Linked DNA regions of Mus musculus: all the other regions are linked to region 4. Evidence: chromatin contacts called from public Hi-C data. All regions are on one chromosome and are shown on one strand. The core of a region is the stretch at or near the end of the contact, and the rest is flanking DNA. Distances in the headings are between cores, read along the strand shown.

The links. A called contact is a pair of places that touch in the nucleus more often than the background predicts.
Region 1: a contact with region 4 is called in a Hi-C map of cerebellum, with 2.7 times the contacts expected there. A contact is called at or near these places in 1 of 39 promoter capture datasets (liver), 7 of 484 Hi-C or Micro-C datasets (brain, cerebellar granule neurons, cerebellum and 3 more) and 1 of 9 other capture datasets (embryonic stem cells).
Region 2: a contact with region 4 is called in a Hi-C map of cerebral cortex, with 2.6 times the contacts expected there. A contact is called at or near these places in 3 of 484 Hi-C or Micro-C datasets (the G1E-ER4 cell line, cerebral cortex and liver) and 1 of 130 datasets of targeted methods (PVALB interneurons).
Region 3: a contact with region 4 is called in a Hi-C map of cerebral cortex, with 2.6 times the contacts expected there. A contact is called at or near these places in 27 of 484 Hi-C or Micro-C datasets (the AML12 cell line, the AtT-20 cell line, the G1E-ER4 cell line and 16 more), 1 of 130 datasets of targeted methods (fibro-adipogenic progenitors) and 1 of 9 other capture datasets (embryonic stem cells).

What each region holds. Positions count from the first base shown.
Region 1 is chr19:22,753,442-22,756,166 of GRCm38.p6, reverse strand. All of the region lies in intron 6 of Trpm3 (transient receptor potential cation channel, subfamily M, member 3), which reads right to left. Among named protein-coding and RNA genes, the nearest start is that of Mir204, 4.2 kb to the right of the region's middle.
Region 2 is chr19:22,799,219-22,802,016 of GRCm38.p6, reverse strand. The region is part of intron 8 of Trpm3 (transient receptor potential cation channel, subfamily M, member 3); the gene reads right to left. Among named protein-coding and RNA genes, the nearest start is that of Mir204, 50 kb to the right of the region's middle.
Region 3 is chr19:22,352,448-22,355,561 of GRCm38.p6, reverse strand. It overlaps a transcript of Trpm3 not described here. Among named protein-coding and RNA genes, the nearest start is that of Trpm3, 94 kb to the left of the region's middle.
Region 4 is chr19:22,553,244-22,556,416 of GRCm38.p6, reverse strand. All of the region lies in intron 1 of Trpm3 (transient receptor potential cation channel, subfamily M, member 3), which reads right to left. Among named protein-coding and RNA genes, the nearest start is that of Gm33649, 79 kb to the right of the region's middle.

The DNA of each region.
Region 1 (2,725 bases), core at 152-2,651, 200 kb before region 4:
ATCTATTTCTAAGTGAAAAAATACTGTTTTTCATTGTATGGTATGTGTTTTTCTTAATACAGTGATAGCTCTTTATGAGCAAATAATGATGGTAATGTGCTTTTTTTTTTTTTAAGATTTGTTTGTTTGTTTATTTATTTATTTATTTTGGCTTTTCGAGACAGGGTTTCTCTGTGTAGCCCTGGCTGTCCTGGAACTCACTCTGTAGACCAGGCTGGCCTCGAACTCAGAAATCCTCCTGCCTCTACCTCCCGAGTGCTGGGATTAAAGGCGTGTGCCACCACGCCCGGCTGGTAATGTGCTTTTTAAAGAAGGTAATTACAAATGAATCCAAACAAGGCTGCATTTGCGTTTTGGGTTTGGAATGAAGTGTTGTCTTACACTAAGGGGATCAATTGATTTACCATTCAACCAGGGCACATTTATGTGTGTGTGTGTGTGTGTGTGTGTGTGTCCTCACTGATAATCACTGCAGTATACTAATTATAAACTGGAACAGCTGAATCCTGGACAAACCTTTACACACAGTTACACACTTATGGAGCGCAAGGTCACTTCTGATATTTCTTAAAGTAGACAGCAGTATAGGGTGTTTAAAAGAGGCCCTGAGTTTGTTTGTTCACTGTTGATCACACTGTTTCATGGGCTCCGTTTTCCATTCCTTCTAAACCCCAGCTGTTCGATATCAGAGCTATTCCTCTGTTTGCATGAGGAGAGATGAAGCCCCAGAGAACTCAATGATTAAGCAAAGGAACAGAGCTGCAATTCAGAGGCACCTGTGCTAATCTGTTAGGGGGGAAGATATCAGTTGAAAACTTTTCTCATGGCCTAGCCTATCCTCAGTGGTGCTAGAGATGGATCCTGTTACTTCTCATCTGGAGATGGATGCCACACCACATTATCATTTAAACTCATCCAGTATGATGATGAGAAGTTGGGAGTTATAGCCCAGAGGTATGCAGTAGGTTCTCTGAGACCTCAATCATGGGAGTATTTAATGTTTTTTTGTCCTATTCTATAGTCTATGTGAAACTGCCTTTTGTAGCTTCTGGCACCAAAAATCTATGTGGCTGCCGTAATAACTCGTGACCTTATTATCTAAAAGAAGGCTATCTTGAGATTATTAAGTAAAAATATGGCCCTTTCAGGGATGCCCTAGAATTGCAATCCTACTGTAAGGAAGTACTTTGCTCATTGAAAATGATTGGAAGAAGCAGTGTGTGTGGAAATCTCTTGCCAGTGTCTGCAAGGACAAAGGCTGTTCTTTTAGACCCATCAGCATCACTCGTGGGGGTCATTGCTTGAAATCCCACACTGGCCCCTCCCTGGGAGTCTCAGATCAGTGAGAATTTGTGTTTCAGCAGTTTTCCAGGCGCTGTTGCAGCTGCTGGTCCAGGGAGCACACTTTGAGAGCTAGTGGCTTAGCTTAAGCTGCAGGGGGAGGTAATAGAACAAAACAGCTGACATCTAAAGTGTGTCCCTGCTCAAGCAAATACAGGAAAAGTTCACGGGGTGAGACCCGAAATGCCCATCCACAATGTTCCTAGGAGTCTACTTTAAAGCGTGAGCCATCAGCAAGCCTTTTCCTTGAAGGGCCAGAGAAAGCGTTTCTTTTCAGCTCTGCCAGAGGATTGTGATCGTGGCACAGAACCATCGGGAGATATTTTATTCACAACAACAAATGTTGCAGTAAATCTTTGTTTACAAAAATAGATATGATGGATTTGACTCCTGGGCTACAGTTTGTGCACCTTTGGGCCTAGATAATGTTCTAAGGGAATTTGTAGAAGGGAAATCCTGTTAGTTCATTTATCCCGAGTATGCAATGGTAAATGACTAAGTTGGAAACACGCGTGCGTATAAACGGAGCGCTGTTGCACATTGAGCTGTACTGGTGGCACGCTGCTTTTGTTGGCAGATGAACTCCCTAGCAAGTCAAGCCCAGGACCTAGCTACTAGGGACTGTATAGGAAACTCGCAATGGGAGTTTCACTAGTGAAAACGTCTCATTTATACCCATGTTTTCTACTTTGGTAGTTTGCTTGTAAGTAAAGAATCGACTTACTAATGTAAGCTCAAAAGCTTTTTACAGTGATAGAAAACTAACTAGCACAGGGTTGGGGGAGGGTGCGGGACTAATATTTATAGCAAGTTTGAACTGAAAACATGATATGAAGGGAGGTTAGAGTCTATTTGATAGTGTCATTAGGCGACATTTCCTATGTATCTAAGTTTATGAACAACAACGTCTAGTGAAATAGTTCTTAGTGTTTGACCAATGGGAACATATAAATCAACAGGGCAAAACACATGCTGTTGTGTTTCAACAGGCCAGGGTCTGAGGCTGGAAAGCAAGGTGCAGGGAACGGCTGCCTAGACTTCACGCAGGCATGCTGTGCTCAGTTGTGGCTTGCTTCCCAGCCTCCCCCAGGATTTCATAACAATTCCTAATGTGCAGCACAGACGGTGCACACTTCCTGTGCTCTCCCTCTGGGTAGACGAGATGCTGCTAATGAGGCAGGGCTCAGCTCGGATTTGTTTGATGACCAGGAAAGCTGACGCTTCAATCTTCACCCGCCCTGATTTGGCAAAGGCACACACCTATTCTTTTTTTTTTTTTTTTTTTTTTTCCACTCTGCGTCTTTCCAGCAGGAATTGCCCACACGTCCCCACGTGGACCCAGAGATGCCAAGGCTTGTTAGGGTCGAGCATTCCCCTGCCTGCG
Region 2 (2,798 bases), core at 152-2,651, 250 kb before region 4:
TAGAATCATTGTTACAAATGAGAACCTGCTATAAGGGAGTAAGTAGCAAAACCACGCTCCCATCTCACAGCAGCCAGGAGGTCCATCACAGAGTCTCTCAAATACTCAGAAAATTACAACGTTAAATCAATTTTTATCACAAACTATAATTAAAAGAGATTTCTATTCTGTTTTTAAGGTTCAAGTCATCAGGTCTTCAGTAAAGTCCCAACGTAGAACTGAAAGCCAAAATAAACCCAGACAGTGACTACATTGTTCTCAGACCTTTGGGAAAGGAGTAAGAAATAAGAGTGATGTAATTACTGCAACTCTTGAGGCTTTTACACAAAATCATGTGATGAGGTAGAACTGCAGATTGCTCTAGATTTTGAGATAGGAATACAATTTCAGATCCCCTCCTCTACCCCACAATAACTCTTAATCAAGTAGTATTGGGAAGCTATCTTGGACAAAGCAATAAATGAGTTTGGAGTTAGTAGTCTTTTATTTAATTTTTATCTTCCAACATAATTCTGAAATCACATTTTGCCTTGATGGGAAAGTCTAGTGTATGAATCCTTTGTTTGAGAGAAATGTAACGAACAATAGACTTATATAAAATAATGGCTCAATGGGTCATTATTAAAATCAACTTCACGTGCTCAATCTCCTACCCCTGAGGTCAGGTAGCTCATTTAAAATACCTGCTATTTAATCCAGTTTATCGGAAAGACTAGTAGAGAGAATTGTGGGAGGGACTCAATGTGAGCTATGATGTAGAACAGCTCCCACCATGAGCAGCTTAGGCACAGGTTCCAAGGCAACTGCAATCTATTCCCTGTACTTCCCTGTTGAAGTTGTACTAAAGAGTTAGGAAATGTCACAACTGGGTGCTCTCCATTGCATACGATTTGAACAAGTGGCAATGGCAGCAGAAAGAATAGTTTGTTTTGATCAAGTGAACTAGGATCTTGGGAAGCCTGAATTACTCGATGGGAGAGAAGGGTGGTGAAGAATCCTGCGTGAACTATGCAGCACTACGCATCATGCCCAGCTGCATCCAGAATACAAAGCTAGATTAGTTTGGAGACAGTGACGCCACCCAAGCAAGGGGGTGATAGAATCTGAACTGGGCTCCTAATTGTGAAGCCAGGAGCAGTGTGCAGAAAGCTTAAAGGAGGAGAAAAAGGGTCTCCTTCCCAAGATCGGGGAAAAACAATCCCTATAGTTCTAGTAAAGGAAAGTGAGAATGGGGGCTGCTGGAATCACAGCAAAGGAGCCAAACACCGGAGACAACATCAAAAGGATGCCAAGACAGCTTGGCAGTGATTCTGCGCGTGGTGGCAGTGTAGGGAGAGGAAAAGGGAGGAGCTAAGGCTCACAGGACTGAGGAAATGATGTGAGAACTGGAGGGCAGAGGTGTGGGAGGTGTGGGAGGCAGGGAGTTGTGGAGGTGCAGGAGTGGGAGGCATTGGAGGGAGTTGGAGAGACTGTTGTTTCTAGACATTTAAATTTAAAGTAACAATGGGAAACCAAGCAAGGCCTCCGAGGCAAGTTTCAATTATGCTCGTGGAGATGGGAGAAAAGAGAGGTTAAGGCCAGAAATACAGTTTTGTGACTAACATCCAAACAGGTCATTGTTGAATCCAGCAAGAAGTGTGTGTTGCTACCAAGAAAAGGGGGCACTCTGCTGAAATACTCAAAGGTGAAAGTGTCTTGTAGATGGAATAAAATGCAAATAGTTTATGTAGGTCAGAGAGCTCAGAGCACATGTAAATAGGCTAGGCTTACCGTATTAGCTCTATCTAAGTGATATTAAACACAAAGGCCATACACCCTGAGAAACACAACTAGCGGTAAGGTATAGAAAGACTGGAAATGAAGGAAAGGGCACAGAAGCTTTTGTTTCCAGGAAAGTATGATTGAGAGAAGCTGATGTAATTGTATTAATGCCAGATGAGCTGAAAAGTGAGGCAGAGACATTGTCAGGAACAAATAAGGTTGATGAATCATGGCAGACAGCGATTCACTAGGAAATAGGGCCAAGTATAAAATCTTATGACTGTAGGAACACAATCTCAAAACACATAAAGGAGAAATTTGATGGAATTTCAAGGAGAAATTGATGCAATCTCCCATGGTAGAAGATTTTTAAATTCTCTTAAAAATGACACAAAGGAAAAATACCAAAAACTGCACATGGTGCGGCTCCAAGAAGGGAAGGAGGAGAGGAAATAGAAGTTTGAGAATGAGAAGAAAATAATGCCATTGAAGGCTGTATGTGGGTGCCTTACTTCTAAGAAATAAGAAGAGAAGAAAATAATGCCATTGAAGAATTGGCAAAGTGAAAAGATGGAACCCACAGATAGAGTAACAAAAAGGGTTATTGAAAAAACAAAACAAAACAAAACAAAACAAAACAAAGCAAGCACCCTTCCTATGGCAATATCACAGAAGAAGCATGATAAGAAGGGATGTGTGGCATTGCTGGGAGAAACATTTGATAGAGAACTCCCCACTCTGATACCAGATCAAAAGGAAGAAATGTAGATCAGGATATTTTGCTATCCTGCTGGGATGGAGGGGAAACAAGTGGATAAGTGTATTGGCGTTGCTTTCTCTCAAGGGCAGGTCTCTGTTGAATCTGAGGCAGTGGAGTCCTCCATGCACTTGCTGTTCCTCCTTAGTACTATGTATGCATGTAGATTTGGCAATACGACTTTAAAATTCATGTGTGAGCAGAGGGCAGAACAGCCAGCAGTCCTGGAGAAGCCTGGTTTCTAGAGAGGATGTTATGTTCTTATAAGATGACAGGCTTT
Region 3 (3,114 bases), core at 97-2,596, 200 kb after region 4:
GTAGAATAAATCTTATACCCTTTAGAAACTTTAGTTTCAACTGACATATAAACCATGAAGGTCTATATATGGGTGGGGTATTATTGTGTATTATTTTGATGTGTGAACACATGTCACAATATCTAAATCAGGTTAAACTTTAAATATTGCTTTAAATATTTGTGATTTTTATGGTAAAACCTACAAAACCTCTTCAGATTTTTGAAATGTCTAATCTATCCATTTCCACCTACAGTCACCCTCTGTGCAGCAGAAGACCAGGGTCTGTTACCCTGACTGCAACTTGCTGACAGTTGGCTAGCTTTCCCCGTCCCTCCTGACCTTCCACTAAGATTCAGGAGAATGGCCATGTTTTGCCAAAGACTGAATTTCACTGTTCATTTTGTAAATGAACTTCACTTATAGCCCAAAGCACACTTTTTCTCTCTGGATACAATTTGACAATTAAAGTTTCAATATCAAATATTCATTTTCTAGGAAACAGTGGTTTTAAATATATGTAGATACTGTCAGCCACTCAGTTCTTGGTATAGGTAGTTGATGCAAAATTAAAAGGCATACTAGGGTGGGAAGGACTCAGGTTTTAATTTTCAAAGGTGTCATCTACATCAAAAAAAAAAAAACTTGCATCCATCCTTCCACAGGGAAGAGCTTTGATCAATTTAGAAAGTTATACAAATTCCAGGGAACTCTAGAGAACTGCAGTCTTCCAAATTAAATTGAACACAGAAGTCGATGTGAAAAAAATGTGCTTTAAATCTTTGTTAAATGAATCGTAGGTGTTGTTGTTACCATCAGAAATTCTTACAGAGTTTGGGAAAAATGCCAAAGTTTCAAAAACTCTAAAAGACAAAAATTTAGCTGGGCCTTTAAAAATATCACCCCAGGCTGCAGATTTCTCTGCAGCGGAGCGAACGTCTTTTTCTTTAATTCGGGCTGAATGAAATCCCGCTGACCCACTTTTAGATTCACCAGAAAGAAGGTAGCTGCATTGCCGCTGTCCTTTTCTCTTTAATTTTTTATATTACTAATCGGTTGCTACGGCACCAACTGCCCCCAGCTCAGACTGAGTGGTTTACGGCTACAATATATACTTATTATCGCACAATCCCTACTACAGGTCAGGAAGACTAGGCAGCATGACTGGGCGGGGTGTCACTCAAGGTGTGTACTGAGGATGGATCCAGGGTCCTGCGGAGCTGGGGCACTTAGAGGTTGCTCATGAGCGTGCCCACCTGACACGGTCTGCGTTCTTTATAACATTCGAACCTCTATATGAGGCTACAATGTCCTTACAGTGGGGCAGCTGGCTTTCTTCAGAGGCAGTGAGCCATGACAAAACAAGGCAATGCCACAGTGTTTTACGTGACTCAGCCTTGGCAGTCACCTCATTTCCAATCAGTTACAGAGAGGAATACAATTCAGCGTGTGAGGGAGCCATATAAGAGCGGCGGGTGGTGGGGTGGGGGTGCAACAAGATGCACAAACCACTGCTAAAGCTGTCAGGCTAGTGCTGCATACTACACTGGAAGATTCTAAATACCCACATATATTCTTCCCTGACTGCTAGAACAAAGCACTAAAATGGGGCAGGGGAGGCTTAGCGCTTAGACAACAGGACCCGGACCTTACCCCCACCCCACGAGGATTTCATGGTTCTGAACTCTACAAATTCAAGATGAAGCGCTGGCAATGTTAGTTTCTTCTGCAGCCTCTCTTTTGCTTGCTGTGTTTCTTTTCTTCCTGCCTTCACCAGGTCGTTCTTGTATTCCTGTCCGAGTCTTAACCTCCTCCCGATGAGAAAACCTGACACACTAGGGCTTCTCTTAATGTCATTTTAGCTTTGTTCTTGTAAGACTTCATCTCCTATATAGACACATTCCAGGATGCTAAAAGCAATGTGTTCAATGTGTGAGTTTTAAGGACGCACACTTCAAGGCATAGCAGTCTACTTTCCCTCACAGTACGCGTCTTCCATCCTGAGATCTGTAAAACCAAATATTCAGGCTCCTATTTAGATACCCCACATTTTTCCATAAATACTCATCTAATTGGCCATAATAGTGCATAGTTGTAATCCTGGCACTTGGGAAGTGGAGGCAGAAAGACTGGTCCAAGGCTAGCCTTGGCTACAAAAGGATTTTGAAGCCAGCCTGAGCTACATGAGACCTTGCCCCCACCCAAAAAAATCAAACTAACTAAAATAAAACAAACAAACCCTAATAGTAAATAAGCAACTGCCTCAAAGCTATCTATATATAGCTATAGATAGATAGATAGATAGATAGATAGATAGATAGATAGATAGATAGATAGATAGATGATAGCAAGCATAAGGTTTCAGCACAAACTATGTTTTTCTGTATGTGATCTTGCCCCTTGTGTGAAGCCCAATGTAATTCCACGCTGCCTGATCCCCACTCCACTCCAGCCTACATCTTTGTCCTTAATGTCACAGTCTGGTCATCATGCAAGACCCTGGCCCTGGCCCTTTTCTTTGTAGATAGTTTGAGGTACTACTGCAAGATGACTCTGACTCTCTTAAAAATCACCTCGCATCAAAGACCTTCCTGTCCATCATTCTATCAGGACCTCCCCCCTCTGCCCACTTCTTCTTTGTACCGTCCCTGTGGTTTGTCATGGTACAGTCTAAGCTAGTGCTTGAGTCCTAAATTATATTATGAGACCCATTACTTGTTTTTTGCAGCACATACCATAATGTCACAGTGTATCTATATGTGATATGAGCTCACACAGCCGATAGATGGAACAGAGAAATAGGAACAACTGTGGAGTCTACACTTCAGGATTTACATTTTCCAGAGTTTCTGATCACTAATAGGATCAGTTTGTTGCTCAGATGATTTAATTTCAGTAAATTACTTTAATTACAGCGGAAATTGCCGGTAAGTGTTTGTTTCCCTTAGACACAGGATGAATCAGATATCCCATCTGCATTGTTTAATGGTGAAAGACACAAAAAGCAGGGAATGGATGGGCATCCCATAAGTTCCCAATTCTGAGAAATTCAGGTTTCTAGAGTTGCGAAAGACTCATGTGAGGCACACTGCTCCTGGATATCCCCCATGAAAGCAAAACATAATCCTTATTGTA
Region 4 (3,173 bases), core at 552-3,051:
TGTATCACTTTCACCATTGTTTAATCATTCTGTTTTCAGAGCAATTCTAGAGTCACACAAAGCTGAGATGTGGCAGAGATTCTCCATCTGTTTATCCTGTCCCTATACACACAGGGTTCATTCCACTACCTATGTCTCCCACCACAGTGAACACTTGTGACATCTTATGAATCTATAATCATTCAATGTCGTCACACGAATCTGTAGTTTTTCCTAGTGATTGCTGTTGGTATTTGTGTTTTACACAGGTAAAGACAGGTAATATCAGCCATTGCAGCTTAGCATGCCAGGCGGTGGTGGCACACACCTTTAATCCCAGCACTCGGGAGGCAGAGGCAGGCGGATTTCTGAGTTCGAGGCCAGCTTGGTCTACAGAGTGAGTTCCAGAACAGCCAGGGCTACACAGAGAAACCCTATCTTGAAAAACAAACAAACAAACAAACAAAAAACAAAAACAAAAACAAACCAAAAGACAAAAACAAACAAACAAAAAAACCCTCAAAAAACCAAAAAACCAAAACCACTTCAATGACCTAAAAATTCTCTGCTCTGCCCTTTCCTTCCTTCCTGCTGTCTCCCAGTTTGAGTTTGTTCCTTCTGCAGCTTCTGACTGTTCACTTTCCTATATGGATACGTTACATACCATTGAACCTAAGATTCTAGCACTTGGGAACACACATTGTACTATTATAGTTTCAAGTTTCTAGACCTGACCACTTTACCTTTGAAAGCAATACTTTTCCTTTTCTTCCTAGTCAACCCGGGCAAGTTTGCTCAGTACGACCACCGTTTCCATTCTTGCTGTGGTTTGCATCACACCCTTTTGAGGCAGCCACCATCTCCCTTAGGCTTCTGGTCCCATTCAAACTCCCTTCGAGATGGTCTTTCCATTTTCTTTTAATGATAGCTTCCTTTCCGGGATGGGTTACACAGGGAAGACACTCAGGCAAGATGAGAAAGAGAACATGCCCACCCCAGCAGAACCTCTCTAGAGATCAAGAATTAGGAAAGCGGAGACCTGGTAATTGGCTATCCATCACACCTGAAGTACTATGCAGGTGTGCTGTCCCTTGAATTAATTGTTCCAAGCTGTTGAATATTGTCTCTGGACACCAACTTTCCCTTTCTAAATCCTCCAGGCAATCAATAGCTCATTTCAGATTGTAGCATTCTAAGACTTTAGCAGTACAGGGCACTTTTTTTTTTTTTTTTTTTTTTGAAAATGATCAGAAATGACAGGCAGTAATAGTATTGCCCTGGGTGCCTGGGTGAATCTATGCTTCTCAAATATAAAAGAGTAAAGGGCTCAGTAGGAAACCTGAGGGGGAAGCTAAAGACTGGAAACCCCGTGCAATTAGCTCTCCAAGAAGGAGGCTTCTGGAGAACACTTGGCTGCCACAAGTCATATCATGGGTTCGGTTCGGTGTGCTTTAATTGCCCGTTATTTTCAGCATGGTGGCATTTTAAGGCTTTTTTGTTCCCTAACAGAAGATTGGTTAAATACAGCCATTGACTCATGTGTTGATCCAGGGCTATTTTTACCCTTCGGCACCTTGCATTGTCATTTCAGAAGGTGCAACAGTTTCTGGGCAGTCCTCCCACAGACATCTAATCTATCCACGTGGGGAGCACGGGAGCACGTGGACCTCCTAGCAAGATGCCCCAGCAGGAGTCCCTGTGGGCTGGGGAAAAACTGCAGCATGCAGGGCATTTTCAAAGTCAGAGCCCTCTGTAGAGAGACGGGGGCTTTGTGCCAAGACCTTTTCATATACTGAAAGCCCGATGTTTCAGATCTCATTTATCCCAAGAAAGCTGTCAGGAATGGCCCCTGCAGAGAGAGCTGACCCAAATTGTGACTTCTTTCAGGCCAGGGAGGCCCCTCCAGGACAAACAGGAAGCCATCACTCAGCATAATGTATTCCCACTGGGAACAAGCAAACAGCCTTCTGTTCAAAGCAAGGCTCCCAAGCCCCGGAAGTTGGTTTTGGCTCAATGTGACCCTAAAATCAAGTCAGACGGAATGAGTTTATTAATTCAGAGCCTGAAGATTTGGCTGGGCTGAATATTCAGGCTGAAATGTTGAATTCCACCTCAGTTTAGTCATTCTTTTTGTTTGTTTGTTTGTTTGTTTGTTGTTGTTTTTTCGTTAGCCATTTTGAAGGACTACTAAGATTTGGAAAGAAAATACCAATGTTGGGTTCAGGTTCATCCCCAGATATAAAAGTAATTCCCCCAGCATATGGTTTCGAGTGAAAGATACGTTTTAAAGCATGTACACACAGCAGAATGAAATTTTTTCTTACTTTTATTGGGATCTAGAGAAATTCAGATTTTTTCTTTGTAATTTATTTGCCTCTCCTTTGTCGGTTAGCACCCCAAATGTGTCTAGCCTGATTACCTTTGGAGCCAATTAAACAGGGTTTGCTATTTAAATAAGAATCACCGACAGACAGACAGGGAACAGCTCCAGACTTTGAATTCATTAAGATGTTTCGATGCTTGTAGCTGTTACAAGAAGCCAGCAACGCAATGCGCATCTGCTTTCTAGTCAGCAGGGTCACCTCAGTCTGAGAGGTGACATGTGGTAGTTTTGCTATTTTTTTTTCCATTAGTGTTCACAGAATAAACATATTCTCAGAATCAAATAAGTGGCTCTGTCCTCCAACCCATCGTTCTTGGCAGGTCTGTAGACGGAACGGATAATACGATGCAGTTGCTTCTATAAGCAGTGGCAGCTCGAGAACAGTCAAATACCCTTCTTTATTGAAAAGACTTCAAGGGATTCAGAATACAAACAGGGTCATTTTCAAATATCAAGGGTCAGATTTCCTCAATTCTAGCTAACGGCTTTGCATTGATTGTATCAGGTGTCGGGTTGGTGTAGAAGAGGCTTAAACGGTGTTACGTGGGAGGGTGCCCGAGTGGATTCTGTTTACAAGTACTTCTAGAATCCAAAGCCATTGTCAGAGTTCTCTAGTCTTGAGGACAAGAGTCCGGGCTAGGCTAAGTGATGTGGACTGGGAACCCTAGGACCTACTCAGAAGGTAGGGCTGTGCACAACGTCTGGGCTGTGTATATAACCAATTCGGCAATCATGTGCCTTCTGATTGAGTGTAGGAATGCTGGGTAGCTAATAGAGAATAGAAGTAAAGAAAGAGACATAACCCGGGACT